Regions from separate parts of the Capra hircus genome. Here region 2 is linked to region 1. The links are chromatin contacts, called in public Hi-C maps. All regions are on one chromosome and are shown on one strand. Each heading gives the region's core, a stretch centred on a gene start, on an enhancer-like site or on the middle of the called end of the contact. The rest is flanking DNA. Distances are from core to core; before and after follow the strand shown.

Evidence for each region. Hi-C and Micro-C count contacts between places; a contact is called where the count stands out from the background.
Region 2: a Hi-C map of blood shows a contact between it and region 1, with 2.1 times the contacts expected there. The contact joins the enhancer-like site here to the promoter of TFAP4 in region 1. A contact is called at or near these places in 3 of 5 Hi-C or Micro-C datasets (all in blood).

Annotation. Positions count from the first base shown.
Region 1 is chr25:3,367,299-3,374,750 of ARS1.2, reverse strand. TFAP4 (transcription factor AP-4) reads left to right here and starts at 3,431. Exons shown (of 7, transcript XM_018041003.1): 1 at 3,431-4,115. The coding sequence starts at 3,733.
Region 2 is chr25:3,416,646-3,423,486 of ARS1.2, reverse strand. GLIS2 (zinc finger protein GLIS2) reads right to left here. Exons shown (of 7, transcript XM_018040494.1): 7 at 4,459-6,841. The coding sequence ends at 6,388. It overlaps PAM16 (mitochondrial import inner membrane translocase subunit TIM16), which reads left to right. Exons shown (of 5, transcript XM_018040495.1): 2 at 1,960-2,044; 3 at 2,830-2,966; 4 at 3,301-3,366; 5 at 3,686-3,840. The coding sequence ends at 3,772. Among named protein-coding and RNA genes, the nearest start is that of PAM16, 5.3 kb to the left of the region's middle. Within about 2 kb of position 3,911, at least 1 of the 5 cell types and tissues checked has an H3K27ac peak or open chromatin away from gene starts, as enhancers often do.

The sequences.
Region 1 (7,452 bases), core at 2,182-4,681:
AACTATAGCCCACAAGTCAAATCCAGACCACTGACCTTTTTTATTTTTTTTGTTAACTTTTTAAAAAACTGTGGTAAAATACATATAGCATAAAATTTACCATTTTAAAATTTTTGTGTGTTCACCTGAATGAACAACTTTGCTGTTTTAAACTGCACGATTCAGTCCCATTAATTACATTTATGATGTTGCGCAAACACCACCACTATTTCCAAAAGTTTCCATCACCCGAAACAGAAACTCCATACTCCTTATTAAGCAATAATTCCCCATCTCCCCTCCCCCTCCCCCGCCCTTGGTAACCTCTAATCTACTTTCTGTCGCAATGCGTTTGCCTATTGTAGATCATTCATAGAAGTGGAGTCATTTGATGTGTGACTTTTTGTATCTGACTTTCACTTAGCATTGTGTTTTCAAGGTTCAGCCAGGCTGTAGCAAATATCAGAACTTCATTCATTTTTAAGGCTGAATAATATGCAGTTGTTTGAATAGATCAGAGTTTGTTTATCCATTGATCCATTGATGGTTTTCACCTTTTGGCTGTTGTGAATAATGCTTCTGTGAATACTGGTATATGATCATGTGTGAGTCCCTGGTTTCATTTTTTGGGGGATGTGTACCTAGGAGTGAAATTGATGGAGCATACTGTAACCCCTGCCAGCTTTTGTATGAACTGAGATTGTACGGTGGACCGAAAAATGACCTCCCCAAGATGTTCATGTCCTAATCTGTAGAACCTGTGAATAAGTTACCTTCTATGGCAAAAGGGACTTTGAAGATATAAGTAAGTTAAGGATCTTAAAATGGGGAAATTATTCTTGACTATCTGCTTGGGCCCAAGGTCATTAATAAGGGAGTGGTGGGGGGGGGCAGTCAGAGTCGCATAAGGAGATGTGATGACTGAAGAAGTTGGAGTGATGCATTCTGAAAATAGAAGGGGCTGGGAGCCAGGAAGGGGCAGGCAACCACTAGGAGCTGGAAAAGGTAAGGAAGTGGATTCCCCTTCCTACCCTAGAGCCTTCAGAAGGAATGCAGTCCTGCTGACACCTTGGTTTTAGCCAAATACAACCCATTTGGATGTCTGACCTCCAGAAAGTATATATAAATACATATATTTTTAAATTGGCTGCACCATGCAGCTTGTGGGATCTCAGTTCCCCTGACCAGGAACCCGGGATTGAACTTGGGCCATGGCTGTGAAAGTGCAGATTCCTAACCACTGGACCAGCAGGTAATTCCCTTGTGCTGTTTTGAGTCACTAAGTTTGTGGTAATTTGTTATAGTAGCAATAGGAAGCTAATACAAATATTAAAAAAAAATTTTTTGTTGAAGTGTAGTTGATTTACAATGTTGTATTAATTTTTGCTGTACAGTGAAGTAATTGAGTTTTTAATATATATATTATATATATTTATATTCTTTCCCATTATGGTTTATCACAGGATATTGAATACTGTGCTATACACTAGAACCTTGTTGTTTATCCATCCTATATATAATAGTTTTCATCTGTTAATCCCAAACCCCCACTCCATTGCTCCTCCCTCTTTGGCAACCGTCAGTCTGTTCTCTCTGTCTGTTTCTGTTTCTTAGATATGGTCATTTGTGTCATATTTTAGATTCCACGTGCAAATAACTTTTACATTCCCTTTAAAGAAAGTTTGCTGATGCCTAATTTAGAGTCAGAAGGGGTGGGGGAAGGTCCAAGGATCAAAGTGATTTTGCGGAACAGCCTCTGAGAACTCTAGAGGGCACAGTGGCCCGAATATAGGAGTCCAGGAAGGAAGTAAGAAAGGGTCAGACGAAGGGGGTCTACAGAGCCTCCTGGGAATCAAAAATAGCCTGGAGGAACTTCTTTGGTGGTCCAGTGGTAAAGAATTTGCCTTTCAATGCAAGGGACACAGGTTTGACCCTTGGTCAGGCAACTAAGACGAGGTACCACAACTAGAGAAGTCCACTGGCTGCGACCAAGACCCAACACACCCAAAAAGAAAAAAACCAGCCCAGAGTCTGGGGACTTCTCATGCTACTGCCATGAAGCAGGTGACGGGAAAGAGCTGGGTGGGTGGTGGGAGCAGTGGTATTTCAGGTGTTGGGGCAGCTGAGCCAGGGGTCTGGGTTTGTGCCAGGGGGTGTGGTTTTGTGAATCGGAGACAAGACAGGGCCCTAGGAAAGAAGGTCCCTTTGGCAGAAATGGGGAGGCCAGCTGGAGTGACAGTGTGCCCAGGGAAGCAGGCTCCGGCTGGGTCAAGGGATTTTTGAAGAAGACAGAGCAAGGGGTGGACGCACTTCCCCCAGCTCTCCATTCATTCTCCAGGCACTGTGGACGCTGCTTAGTGTACACAGTTAAGTGGCCCTGTATCCTCTACTGCCCCCCCCATGTCATCCTTCCTGCTCCCGCAGTGAAGCCTCCCAGGGACCCCAGATATTACCCAACAGCTGTCTTGAAGGATTGCAAAGCATTCAGGTAAAACTGCCAGGCCTCTACAAGGGGCTCCAAATATCTAAAAACAATAACATTTCCTAATAATAACAGTAATCCTTGTTATTAAGAGGGTTTCAATCAGGAGGCGCGATCTGGGCGGGAACCTGGAAGGCGGATGGGATTGGGAAAGGCGGTGGGCAGGGGAAAGGACATTCCAAGGCAGGCGTGGTCTTCCTGAACCAGGGGCCAACCTCTAGGAGCCGGGGGAGGGGACGCGGGAAGGAGGGGACGGAAGCTCGCCGGCCAGGAGTCCTTTCCTCCTCCGTCCCAGGCCTTCACCCTTGGTAGAGAGCGCACCCTGCCGGGGGAGCAAGTCTCGCCCTAGCTTCGCCACGAATGGGCAGCTGCAGTCTTCCGCTTGCCCAGGCCAAGCTTCGGCGGGCCTCTCGCTGTCCAGCCTCCCAGCGGAGGGCTAAAGAGAAGGGGACAGGAGGCGACCCGCAGCAGCCACCGGACCTTCGGGCCGCGCCGGCAGCCGGCCTCCGGGGCTGCTGCTGTCCTGGCCCGCCTCCACCCTTCCCTCCCCGCCCGGGCCCCTGCTGCCTAAGGCAGCCCCAGGATCTGAGGCGCCCGGCGCGCCGCCCCCAGCTTTGCCCTCCCCTCCCCGGCTCCGGGATTCCCAGGTTCCGGAGCCCAGGCCGACCGGCCAGCGGCGGGCAGCTGGGCAGGGAGGGAGTGAGGGAGGGGGCCGCTTGGCCTCTGAAGTCGGCCCCAAGTTATATGTGGGAAGCGGTGGCTGTGACGCAAGTTTCCAGGGGGCCCTGGGCTTGGAGGGAGCGCGCCAGAGCGGCTCCTCTCCCAGCAGTTGCAACCGTAAAAAAAAAAAAAAAAAAAAAAAAAAAAGCCCCGAGCAGCACCCCAGGCCGCCTTCGCCTTCGCCGGGCCCAGCAGCGCGCTCCCGCCCCTCGAGGGTCTTCGAGGGCGCAGACCCTGTACCGGGCCGTCCCCGTCGGACCCCGGGCGCACAAGCTGGGCTCCCTCGCTGTGGCTGGCCGTTTCTTTTTTTTTTTGGCTACCCTTGCCAACCTGTCAGCTGATGGACCTCATCACCCATAGTGGCGCATGTAGCTCGGCCGCAGCTCGCTCCATTCAAGCCGCGCCCCCAAGGCCGCCCGCGGCCCCCGCACCCGGAGCTGGGGTGGGGGGTGGCCCGCAGACCGGGGCCACCACCCACCCCCGGGGTCCCGCGCCCCTCTCGCCCCGGCCTCGCGCCGCCCGGGGGGCGCTGCAAATAGTCCTTTGTTTACATGCAATTCCTTACTCCGCGGAAGGAGGCCGGGGGAGTGCTGAGTTTTCACCAGCTGTTTCCCGCCTTGAAACAGACATCTGATCAGCTGCAAACACACACACACACAGACACACACACACACACACACACACACACACACACACACACACACACGCCCGGGGAGGCAGGCCGGAGAGACCTCCCTCCCGCCCCTCCCGCCCGCCTCCCTCCCCTCGCCGCCGCCGCAGCCAGCATCTGGGACCGGCCGATTCTGCACCTCCGTCCGGCGCTGCCCTTTGATTCGGATTTCCATCTTGCATTCTCCGGCGGACCGCGGGACCTGGCTCGTGCAGAGGAGGGGGGCCGATCGCTATGGAGTATTTCATGGTGCCCACTCAGAAGGTGCCCTCTTTGCAACATTTCAGGAAAACAGAGAAAGAAGTGATAGGAGGGCTCTGTAGGTGTGTACTCCTCCTCCCCCTCACCCCCTTCCCACGATTGCAGCCCCCGGCCAGTCCGCCCAGGCGGGCGCGCGTGTGCGCACGCATGGCCCGCGCCGCGGACCCTCTCGCCTTTCTTATCCGCCGAGGCGGCTGCAGCCCCGCGCGCCAGGCTTGGGCCGTCTGGGGACCTTCCTCCCTCGGAACGTGGGGGCCCCGAGCGGCCCCGGTCACTTTTGTCCGCTGCAGGCGGGCGAGTCGCGACGTTTGTAAATTGCAAACAGACCCACGTGGTTCTGCAGCAGTCCCGGCCATGCTTGGTGCTGGTGGCTTCCCCCCCGCGCTTCCTCCTCCCCCTCCCGCGGCGGCTTCCTTCCTCTCCCTCCTTCATCGCTCTCTCTGGGCCCCCCCACTCCAAGAGGGACTGGGGGGCCCGTGTCGCGCGTGGGGCCGCGGGGCCAGGGGCTACAATGCAGCCACGCCGCGGCTCCGAGCGCGGGGAGGGGGGTGCGGGGAGCCGGGTGGTTGTGAGTGTTTGCTGGGACCGGGGCTGCAGCGGGGTCGGAGGGCGTGCTGGAGAGGGGGTGCAGGAGTGGGCGGGACCCGGGGGGCCAGCGCGGCCCGCCGGGAGCGCCGCGGACCCGGGCACGTTGGCGGCCGCCTGCTAGCTTGCCGCCCGCGCCAGGGCGCTGTTTACTAGAGAGGCCTGGACGTGACTCTGCAGCCCTCTTGGAGTAGGCGGACCTCCGCGCGCCGCCTCGCGGGAGCTGTAGTTCTCCGCGCCGCGTCGGTGCGGCATTGTGGGAGTTGTAGGCGCGCCCAGGCCATGCTTTACCCGCACAAAGCTCGGCCCCCGCGGGCGGGATGGGCGAGGCAGGCCGGGTAGGGGGGCTTTTGGGGGAGTGGGCACCATAGGCCGCCCCTAGCCTCGCCGGATCTCTGCCCGCCGCACGTGGGCCTCGGCTGCAAACTTTCGCGTCTCACGCCCCTCCCCCCAGTCATAAACCGAAAGCATCCAGTTGCCCAGCAGGCTGGGTGGGTGGGTGGTCCAAGATCCGTAGCCCTCCCCAGGAGCTGCTTCTTAAATTTGGCCCGGGTTGCTCCGGGATCTATCCTTTGCGGAAGAGAATGGGTCAGGGGAATCGCCCTGGACGCTTGTTAAAATGCACACGCCCGGAATTCTGATCGCTAGAAGGGCCTGTGTATCAGCATACTGAACACTCTGCGGGACTGCGATACCGCGTGGGTTGTTCTCTGGGGGTCCAAGTTTGGGACCTGTGGCTCCTTTCCTCCCGTGCCGCTTTCGGAGAGAAATGGCTCCCCAGGGCTGGGGCCACGTGCTCTGCCGCCCCGGGCAGTCAAGGCGGGGACTGAGGGAGGAGGAGTCGCAGGCGGTGTGGCCAAGGCTGGTGGACACCACGGGCTGCAGAAACCAGGCTAGGTGGAGGTTGCTGCACACGTATACATCGTTCCCGCCCCCTCTCCCCCCACAGGGCTCCTGCCTTAACTACTCTCAAGTTCAAGGTGGTGGGCAGTCAGCAGTCCTGAGTGTTGGCCCTTCCCCAAGGTCCGTCCACCTGGAGGGCTTAGCTGTAATAAGTGAAAACAAAAAGAAAACAATTCTGGAGCTTGTAATACGTTGTAGGGTCTCGTTTTGCAAGAGTTCTCTCATCAAATTGTTAACAGTCTTCTTCTGTTAATTAAGTGGCTTTATGGACCCAGGTTTGGGAAGGAACAGGTAGGGCAACTGGTGGGGCTGGGACTTGAACTCTGATCCCTGCTGTTACCCTGAACTGTTGGTTGCTCCGGGAAGGGAAGGGCTGGGCAGTGAGGAGGTGGGTTGAGCTGCCCCAGATGCTGGAGCGGACATCCTGGGCCTGACCTCAGGCAGGTGTGGCAACATAGGACCCTCTGGCCACAAAGCGTGAGCCTTGACTGAGTCCTCTCTGGGCCCCCTAGGACTACTGCTTGACCTGTTTCTGTTCCAAGCCCCCTCTTCGGAGGAATCCAGCAGTTCCTTAGGGACCAAGTGCCCCAGGCTTGGGCATGGGGACTGCCTGGCTTGTCCAGCTGTGAGGCAGTTGTCAGCCTATGTGCTGGGTGTGAAGTTGGGGCCTCTGGGTTTATTCATTTTCAGACGGAGCTGCCGGATGAGGTAGGATTGAATGTGGGTTGGGCAGGACCTTCTGGCCGGATATACTGGCTTCTCAGGCTGGTGGACTTTGCTCCATCCCTCGTTGACTAGCAGGGCTCCCTGCTTCTCTTCTGCTGGAGCGAACAGGCACTGGACCATGGGCGGGGGTGGGGGTGGGATGGAATGGGCGTACCTGACAGCGGCGCCCTCACACACTGTGTGGTTTTGGACCCGTTGCCTAACTGCTCTCAGCGTCTGTAAAATGAAGCACCTGTGAAGCTTGGCTATGCATGTGGAAAGTGCCTGGTAGCTGTTAAGTGGCGCTCGGATTCTTAGAATCAGGAACATGGTGGTCTTAAAGAGTTTAGCTGCCCGCTGCCAGGGAGAAAGAGGCCAGCTCCCCTCAGAGGGAGAGAACAATTAGGGGCTTTGGAGTGTGTGTTGGGTCCCTGGTCTGGTACACACTTACTTTGTGCTGGGGCTTCCCAGGTGGCGCTAGTGGTAAAGACTCCACCTGCTAGTGCAGGAGACATAAGAGACACAGGTTTGATTCCTGGGTGGGGAAGATCCCCTGGAGGAGGGCATGGCAACCCACTCTAGTATTCTTGCCTGGAGAATCCCATGAACAGAGGAGCCAGGTGGGCTACAGTCCATGGGGTCCCAAAGAGTCGGACATGGTTAAGTGACTAAGCATACACACACCATGTGCTGGGATTGAAGACACCACAATGAACTAGAACTTGCCCCTCTCCTAGGATATGGAAGTCTCATGGTGCTACAGAGTCTTGTCAGTTTCCTTAGATGCATGAATTCTGGAATCTGGGGTACAAACTCTGGAAAAGCAAAGCATCTTGTTACCCTCGATCTCTCTCTCTTTCATTTATTTACTTTTCTGTTTACTTGTCTGCGCTGGGTCTTAGTTGTGGCATGTGGGATCTTCGATCTTCATTGCACCATGAGGGATCTTTAGTTGTGACATGAGAACACTGAGCTGCAGCATGTGGAATCTAGTTCCCTGACCAGGGATCAAACCCAGGCCCGCCTGCACTGGGAGCTCGGAGTCAGCCGCTGGACCACCAGGGAAGTCCTCCTCCTCTATCTCTTTTAAACTTCACTCTGGCCCTGTGAAGTGAGGCAGTATGTCCCCATTTTTTGAATGGGGAAA
Region 2 (6,841 bases), core at 2,662-5,161, 48 kb before region 1:
AGGGTGGGTCCATGCTGGCTCGGCTCACCAGCCCAAGGAACTGTGCCGTGAAGGGAGCTTTGCACGTGAGTCTGTCCGGGTCCAGGTTCCCTTCTTGATGCACTTGACATGGGACAAAGCACATTCCCGAGTGCTCCCCAGCCCCCCACGCCACCTGCGGTCCTTTGCCAGCTGCAGGGCTCTGGTCCCACATTGGGCTGTGTTGTTCCCCGGACAGGGAGGGCAGTGCAGACGTGTGGTGATGCAGGCTCTCAAGTGTGGCAGCAGGAGGGGAGGTCCGAGGCCTGGCGGGAATTCCTGGCCAAGGGAATCCTCGGAACCACTGGCAGGCCTGTCAGCCTCTCTGTCCCTCAGGCAGGACTAGCTGTCCATCTCAGAGCCTCCTGCCCCACGTGGGAGAGGCTTCAGGCAAGCCGGGGTGGGGGGAAGCCAGGTGAGACTCTCCCACCGGAAGCGCATCCTCCTGGGCCTTTTCACCTCAGCACCTGCAGCCTTGCCCCTCCTCTGACCCCTGGCGAGTTCTCACAGAGCTTTGCCTTCTGGTGTGAAATATGGGGCTTGTGAAATCCAAACTGACTTCTCCTTTGGCCTGGAACCACACCCACCTCGCCCATCAGGGGGGCCCAGCAAGGCCAGTTCCGGAGTCCGGGTTCCACTGGGATCTGACAAGCCCATCTTCGGCCTCTGAGTTGGGTCCTGCCCTTCTGTTGTTCAGTCGCCCTCCCTGCCGACCCTACGTGAGGTGGGCAGCCTGGGGACACCACAGCTGAGAGCACGGGCTGTGGGTTTTCTGCCCATCTTTCTCCTGGGTGCCAGTGGTGTGTCCTCAGGTTGGTCACTAAACTTCTCTGTGTTTCCCTGTCTCGAGCTGTCAGGATCAGATGGCACAATAGATAGAATGTGTCCATCACAGGGCTCGACACCCTGGCTAAATTCTTGTTGGACACCAACACTTGGAGGCGCCACGTGATCCGTGGTGACCCGCAGTGAGCACTCGCCGGTATCCTTCATGCGCACCTGTGTACCATTTCACACGCATGCGCTGTCTGTTATCCCTAGTCATAGTAAGGTCTGTGTTTCGCGTCTCAGCCACACTACTCGTCTTGCCTCACAAGTCCCCCAGGCTCTTGGCTGCTCCCAGGCGTCCCCCACACTCTCCTAGTCTGGGCTTCCCCTGGTCCCTCTGCCTGAAAAAGCCCCCGTGTTACCATCATGATCCTGCTTGCCCGGGAGGAGTGCCCCACCCCCCAGAGTCCCCACATCCTTCCTGAGGGTTCCCCTCCCTCCATCGACCGTGCCCACCTCTGGTCCTGCTTGATGCCCCACTCGCCTCCGTGGGGCACTGGACCACGTGGTCTGAGTGGAAGCCTCCCACTCTGCATGGCAGTGGGGATTCCCTCAGGGCTGGGTCCTGTGTGTCTAACGCCCTGGCACTGACTCTCAGGCGGGGTTTGAGTGAAGCAGTGAGCCAGTGGAGGAACGGGGGCCGAGGGTGGAGGGCATTTTGCTCTCTTGTTGTGTCGAATGGAATGGACTTGAATAATGTGAGGAGAATCAGAATGGCCCCGCATCTCACCACCAACAGATGAAGGCTGGACCCGCCAAGCTCAGATGCAGAACTGGCGGTGAGTCCGGGACCGACCCCGAGTTCTGGCTCCCAGGCCACGTTGCCTTGGCTCCTGTCCGCTTTGTCCGAAGGCTGAGAGAGAGTCCCATCTCCCTCTGGAGGACTCTTTCGGGTACCTGCCCCCCAAAACTCAAGACTGCTCTCCTGTGAGCCTCCAATGCCTCCCAGAGCAGAAGCTTGTATCAGGTGCCGGGAGGAAGTGGCCTGTGGCTGCCGCGCTGGGGTCCCTTGCCTCAGCCTTCCAGCAGCCTTGCCACTCGGCCAGCACCTCCAGGGCTCATCTCCGGGGCCCTGAGAATGCAGCCACTAACAGGTGCCTTCTTTGCCCACAGGCCAAGTACCTGGCCCAGATCATTGTGATGGGTGCTCAGGTGGTGGGCAGGGCCTTTGCCCGGGCCCTGCGGCAGGAGTTTGCAGGTAAGCTTGGGTTCCTGTCTCCCTGGGCTGGGAAATCCTGCTTGGGTGAGATTTTCCCTGAAGTTGTGGGCCTCTCCCTCACGCTGGGCCACCTGTTAATGCAGGGACCCCTTGTGGGCTGGGTTCTGGCAGCTTGGGTGGCCTGGGACACTTCCTGTAGGGGGCAGTGCTTGATCTTGGGACATTCCCAGAGAAGGGAGACCTGATTGACGCCAGCATCCGGCCAGGAGTGGGCACACTGGCCTGCCTGCCTGCCTGTTTTTGCAAATAAAGTTTTATTGGAACAGCCAGCCAGAGTCCAGTAACTGCAACACAGACTAATTGACCTGCAGAATCTAAAATATATTCTCTGACCCTTTAAGGAAAAGTGTACTGGCTCCTAAATCAAGAGGTCACCCAAGGCGGCCTGCTTCAGTGGCCTCGGTGACCACAGGGCAGCCGGCTCTCATCAGGGCTGCCACACCTGCCCGCAGCCTCACTCTGCTACCCTAGCAGCCTAAGCTCCCCGACTTGTCGCATGCCCGGGGTGAGAGGGTGGGGAGGACGAGGGACAGGGTCATCTCCTGGTCTGGGCCGGAGACCTGATGCCAGGTTTGACCAGCCCCTGCCCCGTCCTCTGGTGGGGAAAACCTGTCCTCACTTGCCTACCCACCCCTGACCCCCCAAAATCCATCCCTGGAGGAGATGCCCCCTGGCCCTGCCCATCTCCTCCCGCACCCCCTGGTGGGGATGAGCTGCTCCCTGGGAAAGCCCAGGGTCGGGCGCTCAACCGCATATTCACACAGCCAGCCGAGCAGCGGCAGACGCCCGGGGACGTGCCGGACACCAGTCTGCAGCCGCCTCCAACCTCTCGGGCCTCAGCCTCCAGGAGGCACAGCAGATTCTCAATGTCTCCAAGCTGAGCCCCGAGGAGATCCAGAAGGTAAGGCATCCCCAGCCGGCTTGGAGATAAGCCGACCACACGTGGGGAGAAGGTGGCAGGCTGCCAGCTGATGAGGGGAGGGAAGGAGGCAGGAGTGGGGGCCCTGAGCGCGGCCGGCTGGGACTCGAGGAGGCCACCATCGTTTGTTGCTGTGCAGGCCGCAGAGGCGGAGGCACAGGCCTTGTCTCATGGGCGCCTGTCCGCTTCTCCACCCCTTAGCGGCTCCCAGCGTTGGAACGCACTGAGGGGCGAGCCCTTTCGCTTTCCTTCTTTGTCATCTCCTAGCTTCCCCCGCTTCTGTAACCAGGGACTCACCGTCTCCCCTCCTCTGCAGAACTACGAACACCTATTCAAGGTGAACGATAAATCCGTGGGTGGCTCCTTCTACCTGCAGTCAAAGGTGAGCACGAGGGGAGGGCGGGCTGGGGCGTCCCTCGCTTCTGGGCGGTTCAGAGCTTGGCAGGAGAAGGGTGCCCAGGGCTCAGGGGGCCCCCTGAACGGCCTGTCCCTCAGGGTTGCCAGTGGGGCTGTGTCGACCTGGGCCCTGTGTCACCCTGGATGGTGGCCCCCCAGCAGCCATGGCCTGGAAGAGCCAGGACTGCTAGCTGGCGGGGTGCTGGAACCAGCTCCCTGACCTGCCCACGGCCCTCCAGGAAGCCAGAGCAGGACCTGGGGAGGGAGAGGGTGCCCAGCCTAACTGTTTGTGACCCCCTCCCCAGGTGGTCCGAGCGAAGGAGCGTCTTGAGGAGGAACTCAGAATCCAGGCCCAGGAGGACAGGGAGAAACAGCAGCCACCTAAAACGTGACCGCTTGGTTCCTCCCGCCCACCCGTCCGCCTCTAATTTATAGCTCAGTAATAAATGTCTTTTCCGCATTTCTTGAGTATGCATGTCCAGATTCCAGAGGCAGGCCTCTCTTCCTGCCAGCTGTGGGGCTGTGCAGGGAAGAGAGGCGGTGGTGTTCGCCCGCCCATGGTCTGGCCTCTGACACTTGGCGGGGCCAGGGCAGGCAACCGGTGGTCGCGCCGTCACGCATCAGACGGATGGGCCACTCCCCGCCGCCCTCAGGTTGGCCCTACTTGCCCCGCTGTGGACAGGGCCCCAGCTCTGCCGCAGGCCTCCCTTTCCTGAGCTGGGTTGGGCGGTAGCCCCTCAGTAATCTGGGGAGTCAGCTCCAGGATACAGCTGAGGAAGAGGAGCCTTTGCCAGCCTGATGGCCCCGAGGAGGCCAGGGAGCCCGGCACCTCCCAGAGGCAAGATGCTCGTGGCGGGTGCGGCTGAACCCACGACGTGTTCCAGAACCTTCCATCTCAGCACCGCCTGTCCCATCCAGCTCCCAGCAGCAGACAGAGGGCTTGTGGCACCCACAGGGTTGGAAGGAAACCCCGGAACAGGGCCTTGGCCTGGGTGGGGGACCCCAGAGCCAGGCATGGGCAGCCGGAGGTGGTCTCCCGTGCGAGGCCCAGCTCCTGGCACATCTAAGACAAAGCATGTTTGTAACTCACTTTTATTTCATTTCTTTATAAACTTCCTCTCACATGGAGGAATATATTGTTATAGTCATTAGCTTATCTCTCTTTTCTTTTTTTAAACTCTATGCTAACAGCAATGGAGCCAAGAGGAGGAAAAACAAGCTACGATAGAAAGGCACTTAGAACCTGTTAGAATACTGATATCCTGGAATGTGCAACAGACCGACAACAACGACACGTACACCGGCCTCCTCGGGCCTGGTCTATCACCGAGTCACATGCTGAGCTAATGTCGCCTTCCTATGCCCTGTTCCTCTGCTCCTGGGGCTTGAGTCCAACCCCTCGCCCCAAAGGGGACTTAAGGCCTGGGGCCCTTCTTGGGGTGAGGGGCCTGGGTCCGGGGTGGGGCGCGAGGGAAGGAGACCAGCTCCCTCCTGCTCTGCTTGTGGCCCCTTCAAGGGGCAGAGCCAGCGCTGCGGGCCTGTCAGCGGGCTGGGTCAGGGTGACCCCTCTGGGATAGAAGGGCGGTCCAGGAAAGGGCGGGTGAGCAGAGAAGCAGCAGGGAGACCTCAGAGCTGCAGGGGCCCAAGGGTCCCCCTGCGGCCCCACAGCTCCCCCGTCCTGCAGCTGGGACGTGGAGAGTGCAGCCTAGGGCAGGGCCAAGGCCAGGACCCCCTAGACTGAAGCTGGGCCCCCGACGGGAGGAAGCACGAGGGCCCAGGGTGGGGCACAAGACAAGCTGCTGCCCCGTCAGGGCCTGGTGGGCAGAGCCTGGCCCCTGGGCTGGGGAGCAGCGTGGGCTACAGGGGCACGTGGAGGCCCCATGCCCTGGGCTCCCCTGGTCCCTGGAGGGCAGGGGCTTAGTTCAGAGAAGCCAAAGGAAGCAGGCCACAGGGCCAGCTCTCCCCTCTGGCTTCCCCTGCCCCCACAGCCTCCGTGGCTGCCTCACTGCCCCTCATCCCTTGTCAAGCCCAGGTCCTTCATCATCTGTCCGTAGCCACTAGGACGCTCCCATGCCCAGCACCGGCCTGGAGCCCCCTCCTCTGCACCGGCTCTGCCTTGACGCCCCCAGAACAGAAGCCGTGTCTTGGCCTGGGGTTGTCCCTAGCCAGCCTCCCCCATCCCCGGGTGCAGGGTCCCAGGCCAGGCCCAGCCCCGCCTGTTCCCTGAGCTGGGCACCTCTCCCGACTCAGGGCTCCCTGAAAGCAGAGGGATGCAGGGGCAGACGAGCGGCCAGCCAGCCCAGAGCAGGGACCCTCGCCTCGGGCAGCGTGTTGGCCACTGCAGACGGCACGCAGTGGGGGCAGCTGGTCAAGCGGGCCTCCCTCCCTCAGCCGGGAGGCACCTTGTCACGGGAGGAGGTGGCTTCTTGCTGTGGCTTAGCCGCGGCCTGCGTCTGTCTTGCTCTCCCTCTGGAGGGTGGACCAGAGGGAGAGGGGTCAGGAGCCTCCAGAGCAGGGGCCCAGTGAGTAAGCAGGATGGGGTGGGACCTTGATCCCAGGGGGCTCCTCCCAGCTCACCACTGAAGGGGGTGGGAGGGAGTCTGGTGCCAGCGGGGAGGGCCGAAGCCACCCCCAGCCCCACCCCCACTGCTGGGTCAAGGCTGGCAAGTGGGCAAGGGAGAGAGGGTGACCTGCCCAGCTGGCCACGGGATGAGGGAGACAACCAGAGTGGGTGGGGGGCGGGCAGGCGTGGGCCGGAAGTGAGCCAGGCCTCAGCTCTCAGGGGCACGGCTCTCCACTGGCTGGCAGACTTGTTTCCCCTCCTCAGGAGCCTGGGTGCCCACCATGCCCTTCTAGCACCATCCTTGCTGCCCAGGGTCGCCCCCAGGGCAGGAGGACATTATTGCTATTTCGCAGAAGAGTTTCTGTTCGTCGTCAGGGGCAGGCAGGCAGGCAGGGCTGGGAGCTGCCGACTGGGCTGCAGGTGGTCAGTGTCCACCGAGTGGGTTCAGTTCACCACGGCTGGTTTGAGCAGCACGGAGCCCGGTGGGATGACCACCCAGCCGGGGGCCAGCGCCTCTGGGCTGCTGGCGGCCGAGTTGACGCCCGTGGACAAGTCCAGCACAGTACCTGGCAGCAAAGGCAGGCCGTCGGGGCTCGGCCGGGAGCGGCTGCCCTCAGTCCTCTCGAGGGGGGTCTTGCGGCCCTCTGAGCTCAGGGCCCTGGCCGGCACAGCCCCACGCCCCTTCTCCCCCTCAGCCTTGCCGCCAGCGGAGCCAGCGAGGAGGGAGACCACGGGCAGGCCCAGTCCGCCGGCCCCAAAGGGCGAGGGCAGCAGCGGGTTCTTGGCCAGGTTGAGGGGCAGGACGGGGCCGGGCAGCCCAGGGCCCATGCCCCCCGCACCCCCAGCGCCCCCGCCATTGCCACAGGCCAGGGCGCTGAGGTCCAGGGGGCCGGGGGCC